Regions from separate parts of the Mus musculus genome. Here region 2 is linked to region 1. A link is a contact called in public promoter capture Hi-C data. All regions are on one chromosome and are shown on one strand. Each heading gives the region's core, a stretch centred on a gene start, on an enhancer-like site or on the middle of the called end of the contact. The rest is flanking DNA. Distances are from core to core; before and after follow the strand shown.

Region 1 (6,788 bases), core at 3,984-6,483:
ACAGGAAGATGACCCACCACCACAGAAAGATGACCCACCACCACAGGAAGATGACCCACCATCACAGAAAGATGACCCACCATCACAGGAAGATGACCCACCACCACAGAAAGACGACCCACCACCACAGGAAGATGACCCACCATCACAGAAAGATGACCCACCACCACAGGAAGATGACCCACCACCACAGAAAGATGACCCACCATCACAGAAAGATGACCCACCATTACAGAAAGATGACCCACCATCACAGGAAGACGACCCACCACCACAGGAAGATGACCCACCATCACAGAAAGATGACCCACCACCACAGGAACATGACCCACCAACACAGGAAGACGACCCACCTATGGGCTGGCAAGATGACTATAGGTGTTTGCCTCCAAACCTGATGACCCAAATTCAATCCTTGGGTCCACAGGATCAAAGGAAGAAAATCAACTCCAGGAAGTTGTCCTCTAGCTGAACATCCTTTCCTTCCTTCCTCCCTCTTGCAGACAACACATGTAACCTAAGAGAAATCGTGGATAGGCCAGGCAGTGGTAGCACACGCCTCTAATCCCAGCACTTGGGAGGCAGAGGCAGGCAGATTTCTGAGTTGGAGGTCAGCCTGGTCTACAGAGTGAGTTCCAGGACAGCCAGGGCTACACAGAGAAACCCTGTCTCAAAAAACCAAAACAGAAAAAAAGAAAGAAAGAAAGAAAGAAAGAAAGAAAGAAAGAAAGAAAGAAAGAAAGAAAGAAAGAAAGGAAGGAAGGAAGGAAGGAAGGAAGGAAGGAAGGAAGGAAGGAAGGAAGGAAGGAGAGAGAGAGAGAGAAAGAGAAAGAGAAAGAGAATGAAATCATGGTTAAAGTTAGTGTATGCATGGCCAAGTGGCAGAAACTGTTTCCACGATATGAAGCTGATAAGCCGTGGTGTCTACACAGAGACTCCCCAAGAGTCAACCTGAGAAGAAGTACTCAGTGACCTCAGTAACCATCATAAATCACAAAAAAAACCTCTCAGCTCAGTCTATACCTGTCAGCTTAACAACAACAACAAAACTACCACACACACACACATACACACACACACACGAGAGAGTCACACAGAGTCAGACTCTGTGGAGGATGAAATGTGTGAGGAAGTAGGAACCCTCGAAAGGCGCAGGTGAGAACAGCTGCTGCTGTCGCTGTTCTGGAAACATCTGGATGGTGTTGGAATGCAAGCTTGTATGGGGCAGTGCTGGAAACATCTGGATGGCGCTGGAATACAGGCCTGTGCGGGCAGTGCTGGCTTTGCACTTTGTGTTTATAGGGGTCTTCCCAGGGGCCTGGGAGCTGCTGAATATGCAAGTGCAGCCTTGGCCAGGTCTTTTTTTTTTTTGCAGGGCTGGTGGGGTGGTTGGTGGGAAGACATCAGATCATGTGCTTGAGGGTTAATTGTGCTGTGGTAAGGAATTGGCCATCGCTGGTAGGATGAGAATCCAGGGTGGACTTTCATCAGAGAACACAGAGCAGCAGTTAGAACCTTTGCCACTGCAGACTAAGTGTGCTTGATGCATCATGGATATGACAAACCAATTGACTTAAGTGTTATGTTTTATACAAGACAATGTGCAATATAGTATTCCTGCATACATTAAAGTATATGTAAATGAAGCAACACAAATTTTTCAAGAATAAATATGGACAGAATTTACATCAGCACATTACCACAGTGCTACAGAGGGAAGAGAGGTGTAGGAAGAAAGGCTAATGGAAAATAAGGCTTTACGTTTTAGGAGACTTAGGTATCAGACTTATTAAAAAGCTGTGGTGGTCAAAACAGCGGTGTCAGTGTCTCTATGGACAGCAGATCAGGAGCACCCAGAATCCACCCTCACACACTGGTTTTCTTTTTTTTTGTTTTCTAAGACAGGGTTTTTCTGTGTAGCCCTGGCTGTCCTGGAACTCAATCTGTAGACCAGGCTGGCCTCAAACTCAGAAATCCGCCTGCCTCTGCCTCCCAAGTGCTGGGATTAAAGGCAGACACCACCATGGTCCAAAGAATGCAGCAAAGAGAGAGGAGGAATTAGGCCTTATGAGATGGCTCGGCAGGTAAAGGCACTTGCGGCTAACACTTGATGACCTGAGTTCAATCCCTGGGACCCACACGGTGGAAAGAGAGGACTGATTCCTGCATACTGTTTTCTGACTTCCATACACAGGTGTCCACATGAGTTCGTGTGTGTGTGTGTGTGTGTGTGTGTGTGTACACATGCAAAAGACAGATTTTTTTTTTTAAGTTTCCTATTCCAGATATAGGCTTCTTGCTGAGTCACTGCTGAGGTACCGATCCCCCCCCCCCAAAAATGGTGCTGTAGATTATCTACAATTCACTGAGGCCTCTGTTTCCCAGTATTTTCCAGGCTCTGCATGCTGTCTAGAATATCCCATCAGGACTGCAGCAAAGCTTCCAGCAGCAGGTCTGGCTTCAACTGCAGCCCTGCTTGCTTGCATTGGTCTTTGCAATGGGAGTGGAGTTCTCTCATGGTGACCAGGAAGAAGTCAAAGCAGCTGGTCTGCCATGCTGACAGTCGAGCCAATTGGCAAGGAAAGCGCTGACTGATTGACAGTCATCCTCCACCCAGCTCAAGGCAGCCAGGCACAAAGGAAGGGCCTGCAGCTGTCAATCAAGAGGAGTGGCTAGTTCCTAGCAGCGCAGTTGGTTTAAAGAACAAAAATCATGGAGGCAAACTCTGCTGAAGGATGCCCACAAGAAGACCTATCAAGGAATTAACATTCTCAACAGCACTTAACAGTCCTTAACCACTAGCCTCATATTCTTAGGAAGAACTGGGCCTTAAGGGACTAGAGAAATGGCTCAGCAGTTAAGAGCACTTGGTAGAGAAGCAGGGCTTAATTCCCAGAACTCACACTGGCTTGCTCATAACTGCCTGTAACTCCAGCTCTGTGGGAACCGGCCCCTGGGGGTATCTGCACTCACGTGCACACTAGCACACACACAGACACAAATAATTAAGAATAAGAGATAACGATTTGTTTATTTGTTTTATGCTTATGAGTGCTCTCTTTTCATGCACACCAGAAGAGGCCAATAGATCAATTTATAGATGATCATGAACCATCATGTGGATGCTGGGAATTGAACTCAGGACCTCTGCAAGAGCAGCCAGCGCTCTTAATCGCTGAGCCATCTCTCCAGTGGGGTGTTTTTAAATCAAGACATTTTTTTCAAACATGTTGGTAGAAACATCAGGCAGATGAGTTCCAGAACAGTCGGCCATCTCAGCTGGAGGCCTCACCTGCCACCTGGCGGCCCTTTATAACCATCCGGTTGGTGGAGGCTAGTGGCCTGTCTATACACTAGGAAGCATTTACCCTCCAGTCACCAACATGCTAAGTCACAACAGAGGAGAGAAATAGGTGGCTTTAAGGGAGCTGCAGATGACCCAAGATGTGTAGACTCTGGACCTGCACCATGCCAAACCTCCACAACCAACGAGGCTCCCGGCGGTTCTCAATCTGGGGATCATGGCCCCTTTGGGGGAATCACATCAGATATCCTGCATATCAGATATTTAAATTATAATTTATAACAGTATCAAGATTACAGTTATGAAATAATGGATCTTTAGGGAGCTGGAGAGACGGCTCAGTGATTAAGAACACTGACTGCTCTTCCAAAGGTCCTGAGTTCATTTCCCAGCACCCACATGGTGGCTCACAATCATCTATAATGGGATCTGATGCCCTCTTCTGGCATGCAGGTGTACATGCAGATAGAGCACTCATTATACATAAATAAATCTTTAAAAAAAAAAAAGAAAGAAAAGAATCAACTAATGGTACATAGAACATGAATGGACTTCAAAGGTAAGTATAAACTAAATGGTTTCAATGCATGGGGCCATGGGGATGTCTAGAAAATGCAACCTGCTTGCCAGCAATTGAAGAGCATTGGCTTAGGGGGAGCCCTGGAAGAGAGAGGCTATCTGGTGGCACAGGGAGAGGTGTTCCTAATCCTGCTGATGGATTCCTAAGAGAAGCACATGTCCCTCCATGTCACTGAAGTTATTAGGGTCAGAGCCTGGACCCTGGCAGTCCTAACAAGCAGGGCTCACCCACTACTCTCTATATGCCAACGAAAGAGACAAGTCACAGCAGAGGTGCTGTGGAGAGGGCTCAGAGCGCTTACTGCTCTCGCAGAGAATCTGAATTTGGCTCCAGTACCCATATGAGGCAGCTCACAACAACACCTAAGTGCAATTCCAGGGGATGCAATGTTCCCTTTTGGCCTCCATGGCATCTACATGCATACAGCACACAGTACACATAAATCCATGCACCCACACAAATGCGCACGCGCACACACACACACACACACACACACACACACACACACAAATAAATCTTAAAAATTAAAACAGTGATTAAAACAGCAAGCAAGGTGATTTACTCAATACAGCTTTACTGGGAAGAGAAATGAAGGGGTCCATGAGCCTCCAAGTCTGTCCACTGGGACCTAATCTACGGCTCAAGGTTAAACAGCGGGCAAGAGGAATACCTTACTAAACAAGGTGGCCTGGCAAATTGCCAGAATGGTGTGAAATCTTTCCAGTAGACAAGTTTCTTCTCTGGCTGGCACCAGACCTTAGTTTTTCCTTTTCATACCATGCCTTTCCTGGAAGAAATTCTGATTTCTTGGGTTCCATTGTTTCAATAGCCTGATAGCCCAAAGGAGGGATACGTTGAGTCCCTTTAGAATATCTTCTATTGGGCTGGAGAGATGGCTCAGTGGTTAAGAGCACTGGCTGCTCTTCCAGTGGTCTTGAGTTCAATTCCCAGTAACTACATGGTGGTTCACAACCATCTGTAATAGGATCTGATGCCCTCTTTTGGTGTGTCTGAAGACAGCTACAGTGTACTTATATATAATAAATAAATCTTTTTTAAAAAAGTCTTCTGTTCTGTTAAGATGGTTAAAACTGTGCACTTTATATATGTGCAGTCCAGTGTATGTGACATTTATCTGGGTGGCTTTTGTTGTCGTTGTTACTGTAACAATAGGTCAGGCAGTCTGGTGCCCAGAGTCCTCTGGCAGAGAGGGAGCAGAGGTACTGAGATGTCAAAGCTTTTGCCCTGGAGCCCATCACGCAGCCATGCTCACAGAGCACAGGGCATGGAAAGCATTGCAAGGGCGTGGAGCAAGGAGGACCCATGTTAATTATTACCCGCGGCCACCGGATCTCTGCCCCGCCCCCGCGGTGGCCTGCTGCTTGCCCGCTGCTCTCTCCCTCGCTGCCGCCACCTGCTTCCCGCACTGGACATGGTAAGCGCAGGAAGTCTGGTGGACCCTGAGAGGAGACCAGGAAGTGGGGGGCGGGGGGTGGTGTGGAGAGACGACTAGGGCTCCGATGCTGGGGGCGCGGGCCACGCTGAGCCTCCTGCAGCGCCATCCAGCCGGGCTAGAGTCGCCTGGCCTCCCTTGGGGGCGGTGGCGGTGGGCCTGGAAACCTAGCCTGTCCCAACTCCCAGGCCTAGTCTGCTGGCGGGGTGTGGCAGCAAGGCAAGTCTCCGTGGCGCTGCCTGGCCCTACAGGCTTGCCAGATTGGGGTGGGGGTGGGGGTGGTGTTCAGTTCTCTCTGCACCCAGTGCTGTCCCTGGCCTTAAGCCCCGCCCTAACACCTAGATAGGGTGCTGTGTCCCACCTTGGCGTGGTGGTGGGTCAGGATCTTAGGTAGGTCCCTAGGAAAGGAGCCCCTAGACCTCCCTGCAACCCTTACCAAATAGCGTGGTTCGGGTTCTCTGTACTCGATCAGGGATAGGAGGGTGTTTTGGCAGCTGAGGCCTGGGAAGAGTCATTGGGCCCAAAGACACCACAGGCTTGGATAATCAGTAATCGCTCAGCCCACACTAACAAGCTGACAGAGCTTCCCTAAGCAAATAAGGCCCTTACCCCTCTGACCTGAGTTCAGAGCATTGTCAGCCTGAAAGTTGGTTCTGGAAAATTCTAAAGAGTGGAGCCCTGTTGATACCTGGCTGCCTGGTTACAAGTGTCCCGCTTATCACCCACTGAAGGGTCAATGCTGGAAGTCCCCCACCCCCTTCATTAACCACAGAGCAGATCTCTGCACTGAGCTGGAGCCCCTTGTTTCTGAGAGCACACACACACTGGTGTTGGTTCTGTAGGCCCCACTGCTGGCCTGAGAACTGTCACAGATGTTCTTGTTCTAGGAAGTGTTGGTTTTTTGTTTTTTTTTTTTTTTTTAATGAAGCTGACTTTCACTTGATAACCTTGCTACTGAAGTATTTCCACTGGCATCTCTTGGTCTAAGGAGTGGGTCTCATCCCTTCACTCATGAAGCCAAAGGGCCATTTCGATACCCACCCCAGGGTATGGAAACGATGGGTGGCTTGCAGGACACAGTTCACCTTCCTCCTGCTCCCCAAGCCAAATTTGAGTCCTTGTCAGTTGAACACTGTATCCCTGGGTGATTCTCTTTCACAATCCTAGCTTGTTAGACTCAGGGCCCCACGTTCCTCTAGAGGACAGAACAGACACTAACTTCTGTTTTCCAGGGGTCCACTCAGGACCTGACCTGGTATGTGCTGGGGGATCACACCGTGGGCACTTTGTATAACAGGGTAATGAGCATGCCAGGTGCCCTTGACAGACTACTTCCATTTTGAGTCTGGGCCCTGTGGTCCTAGGTTCCTAAGACAGCCACCCTGAGAGCCTCACCCTGACAGCTGTGGACTATACAGGGGCGAGGAGGAGGTGGCAGAGACTCATCTGGG
Region 2 (6,826 bases), core at 617-3,116, 250 kb after region 1:
ACCAAGCAAAGCCCTGGGGTGGTCCAGGCCTCAAGTCATTCCAATCCCAAGCTATGAGTACTGGCATCTTAGCACTGTGGAGCCTCCAGACACTCTGGGTCGGTCCCAGACATCTGTATTTTTGACAAGCCCCCAGGGGACTCTGAAGTACTGAGGAGGGAGACCATAGGTCACTATCGGTGGCATTCGACCTTGGCTGCGCCCAGGACTGCCCCTGGCTAATTTTCAAAGCTGGATTTACACACTGGGCACAAAATAAACTGAGGTTGTTTCTAGGAAGGGCTCAAGCCCCAGATGCTAAAAGCTCCCCTATTTACCTCTTACACAAACAGATGAAAATCCTCTGAGTCTCAGGACCTCCTACTCTAAGGTACCCTTTAAGAACTTACCCTAGGGGGTTAGAGAGATGGCTCAGTGCTTAAAGGAGCACTGGCAGCTCCTTTCCAGGACACAGGTTCAATTCCGAACACGGCAGCTCATTACTATCTGTAACTTCTGTTCCAAGTAATGATACCCTCACACAGACAGACATGCAGGAAAACACCATTGTACATAAACTAACATATATATTATATATTACTTATATAATATATATTATTTAAATAATTTGTTTATCTAAATATATATCTTTAAAAGAACTTGTCCTAGGGGTTGGGGAGATGGCTCAGGTACTTGCACACGAGTGTGAGGTCCCAAGTTTGAATGCCCAGAACTCGCGGTAAGCCAGATAGAGTAGCTCTTGCCTGTAATTCCAGCATTCCTACAGTAAGCTGGGGAGGGGGAGACAGAAGAATGTCTTGAAGCTCAGAGCGATCTAACCAACAAAAGACCCCGTCTCAAAACAAGGTGGGAGGAGCCAGAAAGGTGGCTTGGCCAGTAAGAGCGTTTGCTGTACAGGCAAGTGGTCCAAATTCAAGGTGGGAGGAGAGAACCTTGGACCCCCACATGCTCGCTGTGACAAGCCTCCCCTCCCGTCATACACACACCAACATAAATAAAATTACTTTAAAAAAGAAACACACAAGCCGGGTGTGGTGGCACACACCTTTAGTCCCAGCACTTGGGAGGCAGACACAGGTGGATCTCTGAGTTTGAGGCCAGCCAGGACTGCACAGAGAAACCCTGTCTCGAAAAACCAAATAAATAAATAAGCACACACACACACACACACACAACCTAACTTACTGAACACCAGTGGGGCCCTAGGTTCAATGGGAAAGTGATGGGGAGGAATTTTACACACACACACACACACACACATTACACACACACACATTACACACACACACATTACACACACACACATTACACACACACACACACACACACACACACACACACACACACACACACACACACACACACACACAAAACCTAACTTACTGAACACCAGTGAGGCCCGAGGTTCAATGGGAAAGTGATGGGAGGAATTTTACCCTAACTTAGCTCACTTGCGCCACCTGGTGGCCACACTGGTAAGTAACTGCATTAACTTACACTTTAACTTCTGATCCTCTGCATAGAGCCCTGGTGGGACTCTGGGATTCCATCTCATGGAGTGAGCACCAACTTGGCCTCGGAGATGTGAGGGGAGTCCTGTGAAATGTGAGGGGAGTCCTGGCGGGGAGATGGGAAAGGGCGTCTCTTTCTTGCTTAACTTCCTCCATTAGACACTCTACTGCGAAGGAGCTACCCTCTCTAACATACAGCACTGTCCCCGCGACGCCCCCTTCCCCATCCCTACCACCTCACCCCCCCCAAGAGTAAAGCCAGCTACCTGTTTAGTCTCACTTTTGGTGACAACACTGTGCTACCAGAGGACCTTCAGTGCCTCGAAACCCACCATGAACCTTTAGGTCTCCTGGCCTTTGCCCGGGCAGCCCCTGATGCCTGCAGCGACTCCTTCTTGGGCTGTCTGAGGCCAGTCTATAGCTTCTCCCTGCAGTGCTAGCCCCTATGTTTCCTGTTGTCTCTCTCTCTCTCTCTCTCTCTCTCTCTCTCTGTGTGTGTGTGTGTGTGTGTGTGTGTGTGCTCACAGCACACATCAAGGAACAGGAACTGAGGGCCTGTGAGCTTTGGAGTTGGGGTGGAGAGAACGAGGCTCTAACAGGGCCTGGCCCACGTCCTCTGGAGCAGGTCTAAGCACTGCCTGGGCCTCCAGCAGCCAGAATGGGGAGAGGCCTCAGCTCTCACGCAGCTCTCACATTCTGAATGGGAATTCCAAATTGTGACGGTGAGTGTGCTGCCTAGTTTTATACCAACTTGACTTGGGCCAGTGTCACTTAAGAAGAGAGACCCTCAAATGAGGCCCCACTAGATAGGCTTGTGGGAAGCCTGTGGTACATTTTTTGGATGGATGTTTGATGTGGCCCAGTCTACTGTGGGTGGTGACACCCCTGAAGTGGCCCTGAAGTTGTTATAAGAAAGCAGGCCGAGCAAGCCTTGAGAAACAAGTCAGTAAGCAGCTCCCCTCCATGGCCTATACATCAGCTCCTGCCTTCAGGGTCCTGCCTTGAAGTTCTTCCCTGACTTCCCTGGATGGTAGACTACAGGCTGGAAGATGAAATAACCCTTTCCTCCCCAAGTTGCTTTTGGTCATGGCGTTTTATCAGAGTAACAGAAACCCTAGGACAGTGTGAGACTCAAAGGAACCTGGAGATGGGAATCTAATCACAGAGACACTGTGCCATCCAACGTGTGCCAAGTCCACTTCTGAAGCTCCTGGTCCGTCAGCTCCTCCCCACGCGAGGACAGACTCGAGTCTGAACTTTCCCCCGGTCTTATCCCACACGCATGGCCTGCCTCCAAACAGGACCTGCCTTCTGACCCGGTTAGGATCTGACCTCAAGACCCCAAGCCAAGGTTGTTCTGGATCATTCTGCTCATGTGTCCATGAGCAAGAATGGAGACTGAACAAGTTGCCCGTGATACAGTCTTCTCTTATCCGCCACGGGGCAGAAGCTGCCCTGAAAATCACCCAGCCGTGGCATTCACTGCCGCCTCTTGATGCCATACAGTACCGCCCCCACACACCTGCTACCAGGCTGAGAAACAGGGCTCTATGTTCCCACGACCAACCCAGTTCTCACACCTCCGAGGCCCGAAGCTGCAAACTCCACCACCTGTCCAGCTCTCGGGTCCAAAGAGAGGCAGAGAAGGAAACACTGGAGACCCGGGCAGACTCAAGGGCACATTATTTCTAAATAGCTGCAAGTCCCAGATTCATGTTAAATCTGAACCATCCTGGAGCTCTTACTTTTACAATTTAATGAATCATTAAAAAATAACTTGAGTGGTGGCATACACCTTTAATCCCAGCACTTGGGAGGCAGAGGCAGGCGGATTTCTGAGTTCGAGGCCAGCCTGGTCTACAAAGTGAGTTCCAGGACAGCCAAGGCTACACAGAGAAACCCTGTCTCGGAGGAGAAAAAAAAAAAAAACTTGAGCCGGGTGCTGGTGGCGCACGCCTTTAGTCCCAGCACCCAGAAGGCAGAGGCAAGTGGATTTCTCTGAGTTCGAGGCCAGCCTGGTCTACAAAGTGAGTTCCAGAACAACCAGGGCTACACAGAGAAACCCTGTCTCAAAACAAACAAACAAACCAAAAATAAATAGATAGATAGATAGATAGATAGATAGATAGATAGATAGATAGATAGATAGATAGATTAACTTTGGAGGGCTGGCAATATGGCTTGGTGGGTAAGGGTGACTACATCAAGGCTGACCACCCAAATCCATTCCTCCACAATCCACATGGTAGAAGGAAAGAATCAACTCCTACAAGCTGTCCCTGACCCCCACGCTCACCCAGCATGCACACAGATAAGTAAATATATGTAAAATAAAGTAAGTGCTCTGAGCAAACAAACATCTAAGTGAGGACCAGACCCAGCCCCCAAACAGGGTAGATGAACCTGTCCTGGGGCTCAGCAGCCACACCATGCAACGCTGACCTTAACCCTTGGTAACTGTCAGTCACACCACCACCTGCCTGATTCTGCTTGGCCTCTGGGACCCCAGGATCACACACTAGAATTGTATCCCATGCCACAGGGGTCTTGGGTATTCCTCTTCACTTGGCCCCTCCCACAGCAGGTTTTAATCTGTATGTTATCCCCGGGGAGTGGGAGGGGGCCAAAGCAGGTGGGAGTGGTTAAGGGCTGCTGCCCTTTCTGTTTCCAGATCCATATGCCTTTCTAAGAGGTAGGACCAAAACAAAAAGCAAACAAACCAACAAACAAAAAAACCAGAAACCCTAGGAAGGGCCCACAGGACCTGCTGCCTCCTAAAGCCCGCACCATCAACCTCACTCCCCCAATATGAACCACAGGCCATCCTGCAGAGCTAGGGACCCAGGGCCAGCGCTCACCTGTCGGTAGGTGGATATGATGATCTCCCGAAGGTGGTAGTGCATAGGTGTCATAGTCTCGCTGACAATGTCCAACGCCGCATCCACCTCCTTCTTCACGTGGTGGCCGTCGGGCAGCAGCTGTACCACCTTCATCACCACCTGGGGCCAGAGGAGGGGTGAGAGGACAGAAAGTCAAGGGGGACCTCAGCCTGAGTCCTCCTGCCCACTTGGGGGCAGTAAGGAGCTATGGTATCACCTAGGCGACACATCCACAGGTTCCTACAACAGAAGGCACACATGGTGCTGACAGGGAGAACCAGGGAGATAATAGGAGAGCCGGGGAGATGATGGGAAAGCCAGAGGTGATGGGAGAGCCAGGGAGATGATGTCAGTAAACTACAGGAAGGTTTTTTGTTTGTTTGTTTGTTTGTTTTGGTTTTTCGACACAGGGTTTCTCTGTATAGTCCTGGCTGTCCTGGAACTCATTTTGTAGACCAGCTGGCCTCGAACTCAGAAAGCCGCCTGCCTCTGCCTCCCAAGTGCTGGGATTAAAGGCGTGCGCCACCACGCCCGCCTGCACAGGAAGGTTTGAGATGCCCGAGTATATTAAATCAAAGCTTAAGCAAGGCTCCTCACAAAGATACATCTTACTCTTTATTTTGTCACTGTTGAACAAGGTTTTTACCGACCCAGCTAGCTCACTGTGTTTGAGACAAGGATCTTACAAGCTCTAGGCAGTCCTCCAACTCCCCACGCAGTAGAGAGTGACCTTGAACTCCTCATCCTCCTGCCTCTCCCACCCAAATGCTGGGTCAGAAGTATTAGTCGCCACTCCCACTCAGGGTACTCGATGCTCAGCTTGATCCCAGGGCTCTGTGATGCTCAATAGAACCCTGAGCCACATCCACAGCACCTCATTTTCTCTGCCTTGGTTTTTTTCTTATCTACTGTAGTGGGAAGGATCCAGCCCAGGGCCTCGAACAAGCCAGGCAAACACTCCACCACTCAGCTACACTCATTTATTTATTTGAAACCAAGTTTCACGGTGTAGCCCTACCTGGCCTGAAAGTTACAATATAGACCAGGCTGGCCTAGAATATGATTTCTGTTAATATTTCCATCTACTAAGTAAAGGAAAAGAAGGGTGAACATCAACCATAAAAGGAAAAAAACGGGGATCGAAAGAGGAGCTTGCCCCGAGCCACCTCGTGATTGACAGCCTTGACCTCTTTCAAGAGGTCAGGGTAGCAGAGTCCCAGGAGGGCAAGGGGCAAGCATTGTGGCACATGAGCAGAAACTGACCGTGAGGTCAGCCACTGCTCAGCTATAGGCCAAATGTGCAGAGAAGTGTCACACGTCATGACGCGTGGCAGGTACAGGAGACAGAGGACTGGATCTGAATGTTAGTGGCTGCCCAGCCAGGGCCCCTGAGTTGAAGTAGGGGGACCGAGAGACCAGAGTAGCTTGCAGGCCTCCATGGAGTGCCAACCACTGCTGGGTCTCAAGCAACTATGTGCCAACCATGGCTGGGTCTCAAGCAACTATGAGGTAGTTATGGACCATCCCAAGATTACCTAGCCGCGGAAGGAAGGATCTAGACCCCATCTACTGTGACAGAGGCTTAAGAGTCAAGCTGTTTTGAGCCACAGTCTGCTTCCCAGACAGACAGCCCCACCCCACCAAGCTGCCAACATGACCCAAGACTTGTGACCCGCAGGGGTGGGGGTGTTGGGGGGAGGGGCATACCCACCTGAAACTCGCCTTTGGTGAACTTGGCATCAGGCACGCTCACTAGCTCCTCCTCGCCCACCTCAGGACAGCCCTGAGGAATGACGAAGCTAAGATGGAGTTTCTCCCTATTCTACACCCCCAGCCTCCACCCCCAGAAACCCTGCTGAGGGTCTGCCAGGACTGATGAAAGAAGGTCCCCTAGATGACATGACCTCTGCCCTTCCACACTCACCATTGCCAGTACCCACCCCTGCCAGGGATGACCTCTGACCTCACATGGAAGGTGAGGACCACACCCACCCCAATGTGCCAGCAGGCCAGCACGGCTACCACCATGGCAGTTGTGGTCCGGCCCTGGCCACTGAGGCAGCTGAAGACAAAGCCTGTGCCCGGGTCCTTGGTGAGAGCAGCTCGCAGGGCCTCAAGCAGCCGGTCAAAGTCCTGGGGTGACAAGACCACAGTTTGAGTCCAAGAGTGCCACTGGCCATCCAGATTCACAATGGGGACTGCCATCCAAATGGTAACCCCAGATTTTTGTCCCCTGGTGACTCATGATACACATAACACACTCACAGTTCACTAGGTTACATACAAAACCATGCATGTATGAACAGCTGTGTTCATGCACACCCCCATAACTGTCTCTATCCCATGCACCCAAGACTGGGCATATAAGGAGACACAACACACTTCTGGGACTCAGTATGCCAACTTTGATGCATGCATAAATTTTCCAGTCTGGTG

Evidence for each region. Promoter capture Hi-C pulls out the DNA fragments that hold promoters and counts their contacts.
Region 2: a promoter capture Hi-C map of stem cell-derived epiblast-like cells shows a contact between it and region 1, with 2.0 times the contacts expected there. The contact joins the enhancer-like site here to the promoter of Pcbd1 in region 1. A contact is called at or near these places in 4 of 39 promoter capture datasets (the 3T3-L1 cell line, embryonic stem cells, liver and 1 more) and 3 of 9 other capture datasets (adipose tissue, liver and pancreatic islet).

Annotation. Positions count from the first base shown.
Region 1 is chr10:61,084,098-61,090,885 of GRCm38.p6, forward strand. It overlaps Pcbd1 (pterin 4 alpha carbinolamine dehydratase/dimerization cofactor of hepatocyte nuclear factor 1 alpha (TCF1) 1), which reads left to right and starts at 5,234. Exons shown (of 4, transcript NM_025273.4): 1 at 5,234-5,319. The coding sequence starts at 5,317.
Region 2 is chr10:61,334,830-61,341,655 of GRCm38.p6, forward strand. It overlaps Pald1 (phosphatase domain containing, paladin 1), which reads right to left. Exons shown (of 20, transcript NM_013753.2): 16 at 6,383-6,523; 17 at 6,102-6,173; 18 at 4,370-4,510. Among named protein-coding and RNA genes, the nearest start is that of Prf1, 40 kb to the left of the region's middle. Within about 2 kb of position 1,867, at least 33 of the 459 cell types and tissues checked have an H3K27ac peak or open chromatin away from gene starts, as enhancers often do. A contact at or near this core is called in embryonic stem cells and stem cell-derived epiblast-like cells, where this site is marked.